3 separate regions of the Zea mays genome follow, and regions 2 and 3 are each linked to region 1. The links are chromatin contacts, called in public Hi-C maps. All regions are on one chromosome and are shown on one strand. Each heading gives the region's core, a stretch centred on a gene start, on an enhancer-like site or on the middle of the called end of the contact. The rest is flanking DNA. Distances are from core to core; before and after follow the strand shown. Region 1 holds the start of LOC103644256 (protein phosphatase 2C 35). Region 2 holds the start of LOC107325939 (alpha-expansin4). Region 3 holds the start of LOC100285414 (CRAL/TRIO domain containing protein).

Region 1 (5,124 bases), core at 1,819-4,318:
CAGTACATTTGTATAGGATTTACCAAAATTTATAGGGGTCAGCTGACCCCAACGGTTACACGTAGCTCCACCCCTGCTTCGCCACCATCTCCGACGCGTCCCTTTCTCGCTTCTGCCTCCTCAGACGCATCCCTCTCCCGCCCAACACGAGAGGTGCGACATGCTGGTTCGCTCGATGACACCCTACCTCGAGAGGAACGTAGTGAAGACGACGTTGACAAAGAAGAAGAAGGCGATGACAATCATCCACTTGAGAAAGGATGCCTTCTTGAACATCAAGAAGCACGCAATCCTGCATCTTGTTCGCACCTTTTGCGCCCCGCCGATGGAGGAGAGGAGCGCCAGACCCCTCCCTCCCATTTAGCGTCCACACGAGTACATTTGTATCTCAACGAATCATTTAGCAAATGTGGCTGCATAGTCCGATCGCACACCCGAAGATAGAGAGAAACATGCTATTTATCCAGGATCTGAACCTGTGATTCTAGTCACTATAACTGATGAATCTTACATGTATATTTTTGGTATTAAGGGAGGTCACTATAAGAAGACGAAGTTTGGTGTCGGTTTCAATGCTGATGGTGTTGATAGCGATGATAGTGGTCTTCTCCTCACTTACACGTAGAGATAGATCATCGAGTCTCACTTATCCTTGAGGGAGATAATTATATTGATGATTTCTTAATCCAAAACAGTAAGTACTTCTTAAACCCATGTCCGCTACGTGTTCTGTGAACATGCTAGGTGAAAGTTTTTGTAGTGTGTTTAGTTGCTTGCATATGACCTGGCCAGTCTCACAGGATGTACTCTTCACGTGTTTGGTTGTCTGGTCAGCCTCTATAGCCTGACTATGCAAATGCAAAGATTCCCTCTATGCCTGGCTCCTAAAATACTTGGGAAATAAGTGTTTCTCCATAGCCATGCCTGCTGATGCAACCATTAGTCTACTTGTTGGAGCTCTAAATGTTTCAACCGGATGCCAAAATCCGAAAGGGTTCGGGTTCACGAGACAAACCTTGTTTTTGATACATGTGTTATGTATCTTGGATTTTATGAGATCCTAGCCGCTAGAACGGACAAATCTTATATGTAAATCTTCGTGGTTGTAGGAGTTCTCTACGAAAACACAGTTTTGTGGTTGGTGTTGATAGCAACGGTGATGACCTTTCCCTTATTTATATGTAGAGGTAGTTTGAGTCTCGTTATGTTTGTGTGGATGAGAAGATACGACGAATGTTGATTCACGTGGCTCATGTTTCTATTTATTTTATATGGTGTAAAGATACAACTATCATATGTAAATTTTTTAAGAACGTGATAGCCTATAATATGGATGAATCTATTCCGCTGTTGTACTCGTTTAGTCGAGATTTTTGATTTTTGATAGCGAATCTGGTTGAGAGAAAGTTGAACCAAACAAACACTGGAGCTACCGGTTACCGCCTACAGGAGCTACAGAGCTGATGAATTCAGCTCTCGGAGGATGGGACCAGAATACCAGATGCCGCGCCGGAAAAGTCACGGAGTGAGAACGCTTCAGCCCGTCCGTACGAACGAACTCACTCCAACTCCAAAGGTTGCGACGCACACGCATGGAACGCAGACTGCAGTTGCAGCCACACATGCGTGCGACCGGCGACCAACTCAAACGCTCCAGCCCTCCACTAGTTCGCAGCCTTTCCAGCGTCGGACAGCGGGAGAAAAAAAAAATAAAAAATCCACCCGCCCGCGCTGACCTGTGTGCGTGGTTGTTAGGTTATGGATCATCCTCCGATTGGTTGGCTGTGTGCACCGAACCGGAGCGCCCCAGTGGAAGTGGCGTGGCCGGTTCGCCCACCTGCCGCTGCCACCGCGGAAGCGGACGCCTGTTCCGTGCGGTCTCGACGCTGCATCGGCTTGGGTCAGTCACGCGGCATGGCAACCGCGTCGTCGTCGCGAGCGAGCTAGGATCCACGGCTCGGCTGCCGAATTCCAGACGGCCCGGCCGTTCGTATCGGCAAGCCGCCGATGTCCAAGGTAGGGATGAAAACGGGACGGGAAATTCTCGTACCGTCCCGTTTCGAATACTGTTTTTTCCCGATCGTTTTTGAATTGTTCAGGAACCGATAAAAACGGTACGAAAATGATTTAGTTAGTTTTTCGTCGTTTCCGAGTCGTGCTAATACTGTTTTTCTACCGTTTTATATAATATGAGATATGTTTAGCATATAATTTATTTAAGTTATAGAATTTTGTTGTGTTCAAGTGAATAAATACGCGAAAAGTAAATGTTATAATTACTCTACTAATATGAATGATGAAAAAGAGTTATTTATATATTTCTAAATTTTAAAAATTAGGCAATACATCACTTTATTATGTTTTTTGATAAAACTACAAAATAGTTATCTTTCCGACTATAGTTTATGGTTTTCGATCGTTTTTGAATAACCGACACTTTCGATCCCGTATTTCGACCGTTGGTTTTCGTTTTCGTTTTCGTTCCGACCAAAAAAATATGAAAACAAAAAACAATTTAGCTGTTTTTTCGATCGTTTTCCACCGTTTTCATCCCTAGTCCCGAGGCCCGGGGGCGCTGCGCTGAGGATTGGATCTTTTGGACTTTCTCTTCAAGTCTGCGCTCGCGTCCGTCTCTTGTGCCGCTGGCGGCTGGCCCGCTGTGCCAGGTATGACTTTCTGGAAGGCACGTGCTCGTCATTTTCGTATCGCCCACCATATTGTCTCCTCTCTCTCGTGGTCCGTGACCGTGGCACCAGTTCAGTATCACCCGTGTATACAGAACAGAAGCAAAGGTCCAGGCAGCAACGAGGCATGGTGCGGCTCACCTCAGCCTCACAAGCGGCCACACGGACGCGGACGCAGAAGGTTGCATCAGGTTTCCGCACCGAGGCGCGGGCGGGCCCCGCCACCACGACGACGCAGGAAGCGGACCGGGGCGAGGGGAAGGGCTCCCGCGGCCGCGGCCCCGCAGCCGCAGCTGCCTCGCGGGCTCGCACACCCACGCGAGTCAACGCCTAGAGGTGGAAAACCAGCTTTTTATTTATTCAGGCATTTCAACCCCACCCACCCACTCTCCTCCCCCCTTCTCCTCCTCTCCCACAAGTCAACTCTGCTCACGCCCTCACCTCCATTTCCATTATAACCAAACCACCCAACCCTCCCCGCGTCCACAACCCTCCGCTCCGCTCCGCTCCCGTCCCGCCATGGGCAACTCCCTCGCCTGCTTCTGCTGCGCGGGCGGCGCCGCGGGGCACGTGGCGCCCGCCGCGCTCCCCTCGGACCCCGCCTACGACGAGGGCCTCGGCCACTCCTTCTGCTACGTCCGGCCGGATAAGGTGCCCGTGCCCTTCTCCGCGGACGACGACCTGGTCGCCGACGCCAAGGCGGCCGAGGACGCCACCACGTTCCGGGCCATCTCGGGGGCCGCGCTCAGCGCCAACGTCTCCACGCCGCTCTCCACGTCCCTCCTCCTGCTGCTGCCGGACGAGTCGGCGGCCTCCTCCTCCGGCTTCGAGAGCTCCGAGTCGTTCGCCGCCGTGCCGCTGCAGCCGGTCCCGAGGTTCCCGTCGGGGCCCATCTGCGCGCCCGCCGGGGCCGGGGCCGGGTTCCTCTCCGGGCCCATAGAGAGGGGGTTCCTCTCGGGCCCCCTCGACGCCGCGCTCATGTCGTCCGGCCCGCTCCCTGGCGCCGCCACGTCCGGCCGCATGGGAGGCGCCGTGCCCTCGCTCCGCCGGAGCCTGTCGCACGGCGGCCGCCGCCTGCGGGATCTCACCCGCGCGATCCTCGCGCGGACGGAGAAGCTTCAGGGTTCGATGGATCTCGGCCTCGGCCTCGGCCTCGGCTCGCCCGATGGCGCCGGGCTGCAGCTGCAGTGGGCGCAGGGGAAGGCCGGCGAGGACCGCGTCCACGTCGTGGTGTCGGAGGAGCGGGGCTGGGTGTTCGTCGGCATCTACGACGGCTTCAACGGCCCCGACGCCACGGACTTCCTCGTCTCCCATCTCTACGCCGCCGTGCACCGCGAGCTCCGCGGCCTGCTCTGGGACCAGCGCGACGCGCACCCCGACCAGCCGACCACGACCAGCACCACGGCCTCAGATCACCAGGACCGCCGCCGCCGCCGCGCCCGCCGCTCGAGACCGCCGCGCGGCGCCGACGATGACCAGCGGCGGTGGAAGTGCGAGTGGGAGCGCGACTGCTCCAGCGCCCTGAAGCCGCCGACCCAGCGCCCTCCTCGGGGCAGCAGCCAGAACGACCACCTCGCCGTGCTTAAGGCGCTTGCGCGCGCGCTTCGCAAGACCGAGGAGGCCTACCTGGACGTGGCCGATAAGATGGTCGGCGAGTTCCCGGAGCTTGCGCTTATGGGCTCTTGCGTTCTAGCCATGCTTATGAAAGGGGAGGACATGTACCTCATGAATGTAGGTGACAGCCGGGCTGTCCTGGGAACAATGGACAGTGTAGACGTCGAGCAGGTCACCAGTGATGGATTGGTTGGGGATGGCACGCCGCTCTTGTCAGCTGTGCAGCTTACATCAGAACACAGCACGTCGGTGCGGCAGGTAACTGGATCGATTCACAGTTGGATTGAAGATTGTCCTTTTTGATGATCTGATCTGATCTCACAGTAACTCATACGTTTACAGGAAGTCTGCAGAATACGGAACGAGCACCCTGATGACCCGTCCGCGATCTCCAAGGACCGTGTGAAGGGCTCGCTCAAGGTGACGAGAGCGTTTGGAGCTGGTTTCCTGAAACAGGTCAGTTCCTATCTGATGAATTGCATCAGTTCTGCTTATGCACATGATGAACTTGCTTTAGATGACCATGATCATGCCATGCCACTGGCTTAATTCTGTTGTGTCCTAAGAAAGAAGATCCGAAATTGGAAGGTTAAATTCCTAGGGCCAGACAAAGAGTCCAATCTCATTCATCATATCAACAGGTGCAAAACATGACACCCTTGCTGCTTGTGGTTCGTTGGTCAACAAGTAGTTACTCAGATCTTGATCAATCGAGGTCAAAAAAAGGAAAGCAGGAACCGGTCCAAAGTTTGAGAGAGAAAAAAAATACTACATCGTTGTCAGTTCTAATTTCTCTGGAGTGGAAATCATGTCCACTTCTTACACG
Region 2 (5,124 bases), core at 1,437-3,936, 200 kb before region 1:
CTCCTCCTTTTATGAGGCCGCAACAACCCTGGTAAACCTACTTACTACTCCAGGGTCCAGGGTACAGCTGACCAATAACCTTGCAAAAAAATGATTGAGCCGAACAAGCAGTGGCGGCACTGGCACAGTGAGAGATTGCAAACGGTCGGAGCTCAGAGTTGACCTGACGACCCCGAGCCGCCGGTGCAGCCGGCGATCCACGCCGGACCAGCGGGGGGGAGGGGGAGACGTCGAACCCAAAGACACGCACGCGCCCCGCTGGCGCGGCCAAGGAAGCCGTTGGCCAATGGCCATGGCACGGGTATAGTACGTACGGGTGGCAGTGGCACGGGACGACGCGTCCTCGCCGCGCCCACTCACCAGGTACCCCGATACCGTCGCCATCGCATTCACGGCCCCGGGGGGCACGGGCGCGGGCAGCGAAACCCCTCAACCGAAGCAAGCCAAAGCCAAACAGACAGACCGGACCGCCGTGCGATTTCCTCCGCAAATGCCGGGGGTGTCTGCGTGCCGCAGTCGCGTTCACGGTCTCTGCCAGTTGAGCTAGGTAACCGTCGCCCTGCCGCTGCCGGTAAAACGCTGTACGGCCGCCGTGCCGTGCCGCAGTCGAGAGGTGATCTGCTCCAGGCCGCCGGCATCATCGCCTCGGACGTGGGCGCGTCGGGAAACGATACTAAACGGCCTTTTGTGCGTGGTCGACGGCCAAAACTGCCTTTTGTGCGTGGCGTCGGGCTAAACCTAAACGGCCCGTGACGCTAAAAAACACGCGCCGCGACACTTCACATTCTGGTACCGGCGGCGCAACCACCGTGAGAGCTCAGCCAGTGTCATGTCATCTGGTAGCGCTAGGCGATTGATCCGCGCGCGTGCGTCGTACAGCCAGTCAGCACGTGACGTGTGTCACGGCGCTACTAGCACGTACGTACGGCCTCTGGCCCCTGCGCTGCGCGTCGCATGCAGAGCAGAGACGAAGTTCGAGCCCGGGGCCGGGGCCCGGCCAACCACCACTGTGCGCTCCGCCCGCATCATCTACCACGTACGAGCCGAGCCGTCCATGATTTCGAACAGACGAGCTGCTGCCTGCTCACGGCTGCGCTGCATTTGCAGCATGCATGGTCAGATTTAAGTTGACACACCAACCCTGTGTCTGCGTGGTGACCTGGTCCAGTCTAGCTACGTGGCACGCGTTGAGTCTGCGACTCGCAGGCAACACTGGTTTCCATTTTCCAATCGTCTGCCGATGGGGTGACCGACCGGAGGCATGCGCGGCATACACACACGCACTTGTAGCGATGCATGCCGGTGCCGGTGACAATACGATGCCGTGCGCTCCGTGACTTCAACGCCATCGTCCATCGTAGCCGTGCGAAGGCGAAGCACACAGACACAGGCACAGAGAACGGCCTGGCGGAGCAAAAGGCACCGGCCGCCGCGAAAAGGGACACCTCCGGCCGTCGGCAGGCGGCAGACATGCAGGCAGGGGACCCTCCAGGAACATTGCGGGAAAAAGGAACACGCGAAAAGCCGGCTCACTCGCGCCGTCAGAGGCGGTACCGGAGAGAAAGAGAAGGACGGCCACCACCGGCCAGGAGAGCAGAGCCTGGGACAGACAGACAGACAGAGCGCGAGCGGCGCACAACTTGCGATGGACGCAAAGCGCGGCCGGCGGCCAGGGCCACCCAACCGACGGTCCACGCCCACGGATAACGTGCGTACAGTGCGGGCGCCGATGGGCCACCGCCTTTTGGTCTCCCCGCCGCGCGGTTGAGCCGTGAGCCGTGAGCCGTGAGCGAGACCATGCCTCCGCCGCGGCCGTGCTACCCCTCGCCACTGGCCACTTACCAGGCCGTCTGCCTGCAGCGTGCCTCATGGTCCGGCGCCCCGAATCATGGTGCTCCCCCCGTTCGGATGGATGTGGGTCATGGGGCCGGGCCGCCGGCACGGCAAAGAGGAGGGGAAAAGGGGCACGACCAAATGATCGGCCAAATCACGGGAATGGTCAACACTCTGCAGCTTTGTTACGGGAATGGTCTAGAAACTGGCTCCCGGACGTCGGCGCAGGGAATTGTCTCACGACCCGTTTAGAAACACAGCACACCCTGACAGGGACAAAGAAAGAGAGAGAGAGAGAGACAAGTCGTTGTATTGTAAACGAACGAGGTTAACTATCCGTGGGTCCCGGCGTCCCTTCCCGTCCAACCGGCGGCATGATCACAGGCCACTGTGCGCGTGACGGTTTTCACTCGACAGCGCCGCGGCAAACGCCATCGAGTTGTAGTGTGTACCGCTGCTACTTCAGACGGTCGGAATGAGACGCATGGTCACGATCCCATCCCACGGCATCCAATTCCAATCCATTATGCATACTCCTAGTAAAAAAAGAGTACACTTAATAATTATAGTAATAAATAGAAAAAGCAGTGAAATGAAAGGTCCCAACTGCCCTCCGTTTGCGTGACGAGGCAGGCAAGGGCAGAACTAGCAGCCTGGCACTGTAGCAGCAGCAGCTGCACACGTACCACCACGCCACCGGCACTCCCGGCCCGGCATCAGCTGCTGAATCCGGCAATCAATCGCGCATTCTCGTCCGCTTTTCCTCCCCGGCCCGCGCGCCAGTATCGGCTGCTCTGCCTCGTGCCTCCATAAATACGACCCCGCCCTCCGCCGTTCCCACTCGCCCCTCCCCACACCTCCGCTCCCGGCCTGTGCCGCCGTCGCCACCGCTCGCTCGCCCGCCTGCCTGCCTGCCTGGGCCCGCAGCACCGACTCTGACAGCGCCCGTCCTGCTTCCTGTACCGGCAGGCGAGGGAGAGGACTCAGGGAGTGTGATGGCGGCAATGCCGGCGCCGCTTCTGCCTCTGCTTCTGCTGGTGGTGGCCGCGGCGATGACGCTCTCCCCCGCCGCCGCCCGCATTCCCGGCGTGTACGTCGGCGGCGGCGGCGGCTGGCAGAGCGCGCACGCCACGTTCTACGGCGGCAGCGACGCTTCGGGCACCATGGGTACGTACGTCCATCCATGGATACATACACATACATATACATACATACAAAAGAAACGTCGTCTGGCTGATGAAACGAAAGGAAACCTGGCACTGCAGGCGGCGCCTGCGGGTACGGCAACCTGTACAGCCAGGGGTACGGCGTGAACAACGCGGCGCTGAGCACGGCGCTGTTCGACGAGGGGCTCCGCTGCGGCGCGTGCTTCGAGATCAGGTGCGAGGAGCAGCCCGGGTGGCGGTGGTGCCGGCCAGGGAGGCCCTCCATCCTGGTCACGGCCACCAACTTCTGCCCGCCAAACTACGCGCTCCCCTCCGACGACGGCGGCTGGTGCAACCCGCCCCGCCCGCACTTCGACCTCGCCATGCCCATGTTCCTCCACATCGCCGAGTACCGCGCCGGCATCGTCCCCGTCTCCTACCGCCGGTAAGACAGACAGCACAGATTCCTCGACGCCCGCTGTGGTAGTGGCCTTACCTGCACGGGCATGCCCATTCATTCCGCGTCGCTTCGGTTCTCGATCACGGCGCGGGCGGGCGGGCAGTTACTACACCAAGGCCTCCTTTGGAATGGAGGATTAGTAAAACATAGGGATGGAAAAAATGTAGGAATAGAGTTGCATGTCACCTTCAATTCCACAGGAAAATTTTCAAGAGGTTGGACCTCATGTTAAAAAACCTCCAAAATCTCACTACAATGCTCAATTCCATAGGAATTTTATAGGATTTGTTGCAACTCAATCCTTTGTTCCAAAGGACCACATAGGAAAACTTTCTATAGGGTTTTAATCCTTTAAAATTCCTTCACTTTTCCCTTGTTCCAAAGGAGGCCCAAAATGGCGTAAAAGCGGCAAGCCTGCAACTGCAACCCGAAATCCTGTGGTATTACTAGTATAGTACGTGATAAAAGGCAGCCAGGCTGGTGTGTGTGGTGCAGTTTCTTCCATACACGCGCAAGCATGGTGCCAGTGCCACGTTCCGGCAGGTCACATGGGATGGAAGCCGGGGACGGGCGGGTAGGGCGTCCGGTGCTAGTAGTAGAAGCAGCAGAGCAGTACCAGTAGCCCTTCTCTGACGAAAGAGACGGAAGGCTGCTTTCTATTTGTAATTTGGGGCGTCTAATCCGCCGTCTCTCTGCAGTTTTCTCGTTGCGTGTAGCGGTAGTGCAGCAGCAGTACTACGTTAAAAAAAAAAAAAGAAACCGCGTGGTGCATAGTGGAGCACGGGGTTTCGAGAAAAGAAAGACGACCGGGCCACAGGGAAAAACGCCCAGAGAAGCCTCAAAAAAGGCACCCTACTACCTTGGTGGTGGTGGCAGTGGTAGGAACAGTAGACGACAGCACGCTGGTACTGGTAGGGCAGCGCAGGCTCTTGACCTTTTTTCACACTTTGGCCGTCGGGGGGCACACCGGCAGGCAGACACCCGCACGCACAGGAACGTGGCATCTCCCGTTCTGCCCCAGCCGTATAGTAGTACGCAATATCAACGACCTGCTTGTGTTGTAGTAGTAGTGGCAGTACCAACCATAGTGTTTTACTGGGAGCAAAAGTATCACTAACAACTCGTCTCGCCGCTGCCGCTGGCGCTGCAGGGTGCCGTGCCGCAAGTCCGGCGGGGTGCGGTTCACCATCAACGGCTTCCGGTACTTCAACCTGGTGCTGATCACGAACGTGGCCGGCGCGGGGGACGTGGTGCGCGCGAGCGTCAAGGCGGCCAGCACCGGGTGGCTGCCCATGTCCAGGAACTGGGGCCAGAACTGGCAGTCCAACGCCATCCTCGTCGGCCAGGCGCTCTCCTTCCGCGTCACCGCCAGCGACCGCCGCACCTCCACCTCCTGGAACGCCGCCCCGAGCACCTGGCAGTTCGGCCAGACCTTCGAGGGCAAGAACTTCAGGGTCTGATGCATGGGATGGGATGCGATGGGATGGGACTTGGGAGAAGAAGCCAAAACTCTTTTCTTTCTTTCTTTCTTTCTTCTTATACGTAATTATTACTACTCACTCCTGCTACCGTACTACTGCTACTGGAGTACTAAGCGCGTGTTACTGTGTTAGAGGGTGGTGGGTGTTGTCAATGCCTGTTTTAAGGTCACGCCTTCCGCCCGCCTTAATCCCAGGTCCAGGTCCT
Region 3 (5,124 bases), core at 1,353-3,852, 180 kb after region 1:
AGGTTGGCGGTTTGCCTAATGGAACGGAAAGTAATGGAGTATGTCTAGAAGTGCGAGGGTAATGTAAGGGGATCTTACTAAACTTCTTGCGCTCATGGCGCTTAGAAGTTACGAAGGGCGCGTCGGAGCCGGAGGTAGATGGCGATGAGGTGTCGGTCTCGTAGTAGACCACCTTCCTCATCTTCTTTTTCTTGTCCCCACTCCGATGCGACTTGTGGGAAGAGGCTTTCTTCTCCTTCCCCTTTCCCTTTTTGTGGGACTCTTCCGATGAAGCTTTCCCGTGGCTTGTAGCGGGCTTGTCGCCGGTCTCCATCTCTTTCTTGGCGTGTTCTCCCGACATCACTTCGAGCGGTTAGGCTCTAATGAAGAACCTGGCTTTGATACCAATTGATAGTCGCCTAGAGGGGGGGTGAATAGGGCGAAACTGAAATTCTCAAAAATAATCACAACTACAAGCCAGGTTAGCGTTAGAAATAAAAACGAGTCCGCGAGAGAGGGTGCAAAACAAATCTCAAGCAAATAAGGAGTGTGACACAAGGATTTGTTTTACCGAGGTTCGGTTCTCGCAAACCTACTCCCCGTTGAGGTGGTCACAAAGACCGAGTCTCTTTCAACCCTTTCCCTCTCTCAAACGGTCCCTCCGACCGAGTGAGCTTCTCTTCTCAAATCAAAACTGGGAACAAAACTTCCCCGCAAGGGCCACCACACAATTGGTGCCTCTTGCCTTGATTACAATGGAGTTTTGATCACAAGAACAAGTGAGAAAGAAAAAAAGCAATCCAAGCGCAAGAGCTCAAAAGAACATGACAAATCTCTCTCGCTAATCACTAAAGCCTTGTGTGGAATTGGAGAGGATTTTGATCTCTTTGGTGTGTCTAGAATTGAATGCCTAGCTCTTGTAAGTGGTTGAGAATTGGAAAATTTGGATGCAATGAATGGTGGGTGGTTGGGGTATTTATAGCCCCAACCACCAAACTAGCCGTTTGGTGGAGGCTGTCTGTCGTATGGTGCACCGGACAGTCCGGTGCACACCGGACATGTCCGGTGTGCCAGCCACGTCACCAAAGCCGTTGGGTTCTGGCCGTTGGAGCTATGTCTTCTGGGCCCACCTGGATGTCCGGTGGCGCACCGGACATGTACTGTAGAGTGTCCGGTGCGCCAGTATGGGCACGCCTGACTTCTGCGCGCGCTGGCGCGCAATAAATGCGCTGCAGGTAGCCGTTGGCGCCGAAATAGCCGTTGCCCCGCTGTTACACCGGACAGTCCGGTGTACACCGGACATGTCCGGTGAATTATAGCGGAGCAGCCGTTGCAGTTTCCCGAAGCTGGCGAGTTCCTGAGGCCGCTCTTCCTTGGAGCACCGGACAGTCCGGTGAATTATAGTGGAGTTGCCTCTGGAATTTCCCGAAGGTGACGAGTTTGCGCTGGAGTCCTCTGGTGCACCGGACACTGTCCGGTGGCACACCGGACAGTCCGGTGCGCCAGACCAGAGGTGCCTTTGGTTGTCCCTTTGCTCTTTTGTTGAACCCAATACTTGGTCTTTTTATTGGCTAAGTGTGAACTTTTGGCACCTGTATAACTTATACACTAGAGGAAACTAGTTAGTCCAATTATTTGTGTTGGACAATTCATCCACCAAAATTATTTAGGAACTAGGTGTAAGCCTAATTCCCTTTCAGTGATCAAGGGGAGGGGAGGCGGACCTGGATCCAGTCACCCGCGATTTGGAGTTAGGTTTTTTTTGGCATGTTGCCACGCAAAGTCGTCGAAGCAAAGCCCGAACAGAATGAGGCTCATGCGACGCCTTCGTGGAGCTAGCGGAGGCGAGCGGGTACGCGATGGTGGCCATGCCAAAGACGATGAGGTCGAGGGCGACTGGCGGCGTGAGGGTGGCGTCGCGGGTGAGTGGGGCGACCTCCAAGCGATTTATAGCGGGCGGAGCTAGGGGAGCGGGTGGTCGTTGCCGAGTTTAGTGGCACAGAGTACGCGGAGGCGGTTGTGCGGGCGACGACGCGACGTGCAGCTGGCGTGGAAGTCGGTGGGGAGGGGCCGCAGGGCGGGGTGGAGCGCGTGGGGAGATAGACGACGGTGAAAACGGTTCCGTGCACGATTCTATCTGAAAATGTGTATTATAATAGTAGATATAGAGATAGAGAAATATATTTTTGGTTCATTTGTAAAACAGGCCAAGGAACAGATCATCCGACACCCGTACGTGATTTTTTCCCTCCTACCAAAACATCCGGTTTTTGGGCCGGCCCGAAAAATTTCAAAGGTCTAACCGTTGCTGTATTGCCAATGATGAACTGGGCTCTGTCTACGTTCGCACGTCACGACCGCGACGAATCCAGCTCCGCTCCAGCCTCGGAGCATCCATCCAGTACCCTACGGGGTCCGGCGGAACCCACTCCAGTGGTCGTCTGGTATGGTATGGTCCTCTGGGCTAGGCCCACGCCGCAGCGCCCGCGGACGAACCACCACGCCCACGCGTAGCACGAGAAGGGACACGATCGCACACTTTTCCTCTGAGCCGCGACCTGTCTCTGTCTCTGTCTCTGTCTCTGTTCTTCTGCCCCGACTCCGCCCACGCATCTCTTTCTCCTCTTCCCCCGCGCGGCGGCCGCGGGAGTGTTCGTGTTCCTCACTTCTCCCGCTTGCGTCCCCGACACTCCCTCAGATCCGCGGCCGTTTCCCGATCCGAGGGGCATTCCAGCCCTAAATAGCGGCCGGTGAGCAGGTCTCCTTCCGCCGGCGCGGACCACCTGGAGGGAGTTTATCCTGGAGCCGTCTTCCTCCTCGCCTCCTTTTGCGGCGCGGCGCGGAGGCCGGAGTCGCTTGGAGGCCCAGCTGTGTTTGGGTTGATTTCTTCGTTTGTCGGTAAGGAAGGACGGCTGGATGCTGGATCACTCGGGATGGCGGATTGTTCCACGAGTGCGTTTTTTTTGTGTGTGCATGCTTCGTGAGATCTCATCTTAGTGTATAACTGTATACGATGTGACCATTCAGCGATCTAATCTAGATCAGTCTTGCCGGGATGTATAGTGGAATCCCTCCATCATTGCGGTTAGCTAAGCATTTGTTTGGTGGATGGTGGCTGGTGGCTGGCGGGTTTGTAGTAATAGCTGTTATTTTCCAAATAGATTGGGTCTCAACCAACTGAAACCCCACCCCCTCGTTAAGTCCGCCTTTCTGTGTGCTGAGCGAGTGAACAATGCGCACTTCGTGTGAACCTCTAATTCAGCTTATACTAGGACATCATAATTGCTCGGTTTAGGCCTGAAGACACCTTTTATTACTTGTTTCTTTTGGTGGTCATCATGTATTTAGGTGTATTCGGTATGTTCTTCCTTGGTTGCTAATTCAGCTGTTGGTATGCATTGTGCTTATTGCTACACATTTATTATGCTCCTGTTCATGATATTTCTGCAGTGGTTAGAGGCACCTGGTTTGTTTTTTGCTGAAGCTGGTGGTACATGTGAATAGCAGGGCCTGTCTTCTGCCTCTGCTTTTGCTTCGAAGCAATGGCGAATGCAAGCAAGCACTTGCAACCTTCAAGTCAAGCAGGCAATGACAAGAAGTATCAGGGCACGCTGGTTGCTTCACCAGCAAAGGCCATTTCACCTAAGTGTGTGAACCGCATTGTGCCATCGAAGCAACTGATCTTGGGTGGGGGTTCAATAGGCCATGTGGCATCATTTCTGATCAAGGTCGTTGCTCTTGAGGCAGTGAGAAGAGTTTCTAAAACAAGATGCCCTTTCATATGGAATTCTGTTCAAGCATTGCAGATCCTTGTGTATCCTCCATTTAGCTGGATCCAAAGATGGGCACCGCTCGGATTTCTCGTGCAGGGAATTCAGGTTATTTGATTTCTCAGCTCTCCAAGATGGATGCTCCTTATTTTTCAAAAATAGTAGTGCTTTAACAAATACCATGTGCTTAGATATTGAATTATTCCTTGACATAAATGAAAATAGATGAGGGAGAGGGAATGCTATTTTATTTGAACATTTACTACCTTCTTTCTACTGAGTTGATCATGGTACTGTAGTATGTCAGCATTGTCTCATTTACTCACAATCTTAATAACATGTTTGGTTATGATGTAAGTTATATAGTTTATTTGTGTTCCGAACATGGTGACTAGGAACAGTTTTCTCTAGAAATGAACATAGATCTGGCAGCATTATCTTGTCAATAGGTTCTTAGGATGCTCAATTTTTTTCCATTCTGAGCAGACTTTTTTTTTAGTTTCAACACTACAGCAAGAAGAGCACTATTTTAGGTGTTTTCTCAATTGCATGTTTTATTTTTTGTAGCCTTGACCCGTCCTTTGAGCCCATGCCAAGTCCAACCATGACTGGCCCAGAGTTAATCTGTAGTGAAATGTTCTGTGTCACACTCTTGTTAATATATGAAGAATTCTACTTAACTTAGAGCTGGCATAACCGCATAAGACTAGGAGTTTGTTTTGAGGCATTGGGTGTTTTGCACAATGAGCTCCTTGAAGCATCACCTGGGCTTCTAGACAGATTATGAAATCAAAAACATTTTCCTAAAATGTGGTAAGCGCTAAGCAAGGTGGCACCTAGGTCATAGTCACCATTGAGAGGGCTATATGCAGCTAATTTTTAGAACAGTGACAAAAAATGGACATGTCTTAGTTAATATACACCGTAGCACTTCACAAGATAATCTGTACTTACTGTGGAATCCAAATATCCCAGGTAAAATTCATGTGATGAGTGTGTTGTAGATGTCAATCAAATCTCATTTGTATATTGTCTCATCAATACATCGTTGGATACTTGAATGAGTTGCATAACAGATTTGAAAACAGCATTTTATTTCCCCCCAAAAACAGCTCCAAGTAACTGATGATCTGTTCTCTACTGCAGAAACTATCCATGCCACTGTTGTTTCTGTCAGTCACAACAACAGTAAGTGAGCTGTCTTCCAAGCATGATGATGAACCAGATAACAATACAGAACATTCTGAGACACCTTCCGAAACAAATGAATTGGCGTCAACTTCTGGCACAAGGTTAGTTAAAACATGAGAAACAATCAAATAAGACAATAAATATCTCTTAGTTTAAACAGTTCTTTGCTGGTTTCCTGTCGTTG

What was found. Hi-C and Micro-C count contacts between places; a contact is called where the count stands out from the background.
Region 2: a contact with region 1 is called in a Hi-C map of leaf, with 10 times the contacts expected there. The contact joins the promoter of LOC107325939 here to the promoter of LOC103644256 in region 1. A contact is called at or near these places in 14 of 25 Hi-C or Micro-C datasets (bundle sheath, ear, endosperm and 5 more) and 1 of 3 datasets of contacts at active chromatin or transcription factors (leaf).
Region 3: a contact with region 1 is called in a Hi-C map of leaf, with 5 times the contacts expected there. The contact joins the promoter of LOC100285414 here to the promoter of LOC103644256 in region 1. A contact is called at or near these places in 5 of 25 Hi-C or Micro-C datasets (bundle sheath, ear, endosperm and 2 more).

What each region holds. Positions count from the first base shown.
Region 1 is chr1:300,486,187-300,491,310 of Zm-B73-REFERENCE-NAM-5.0, reverse strand. LOC103644256 (protein phosphatase 2C 35) reads left to right here and starts at 3,068. Exons shown (of 4, transcript XM_008667462.4): 1 at 3,068-4,556; 2 at 4,641-4,754. The coding sequence starts at 3,204.
Region 2 is chr1:300,684,184-300,689,307 of Zm-B73-REFERENCE-NAM-5.0, reverse strand. It overlaps LOC107325939 (alpha-expansin4), which reads left to right and starts at 2,686. Exons shown (of 3, transcript NM_001320914.1): 1 at 2,686-3,000; 2 at 3,099-3,423; 3 at 4,589-5,124. The coding sequence starts at 2,829. The coding sequence ends at 4,898.
Region 3 is chr1:300,303,896-300,309,019 of Zm-B73-REFERENCE-NAM-5.0, reverse strand. It overlaps LOC100285414 (CRAL/TRIO domain containing protein), which reads left to right and starts at 2,602. Exons shown (of 7, transcript NM_001158307.1): 1 at 2,602-2,877; 2 at 3,484-3,857; 3 at 4,896-5,041. The coding sequence starts at 3,522.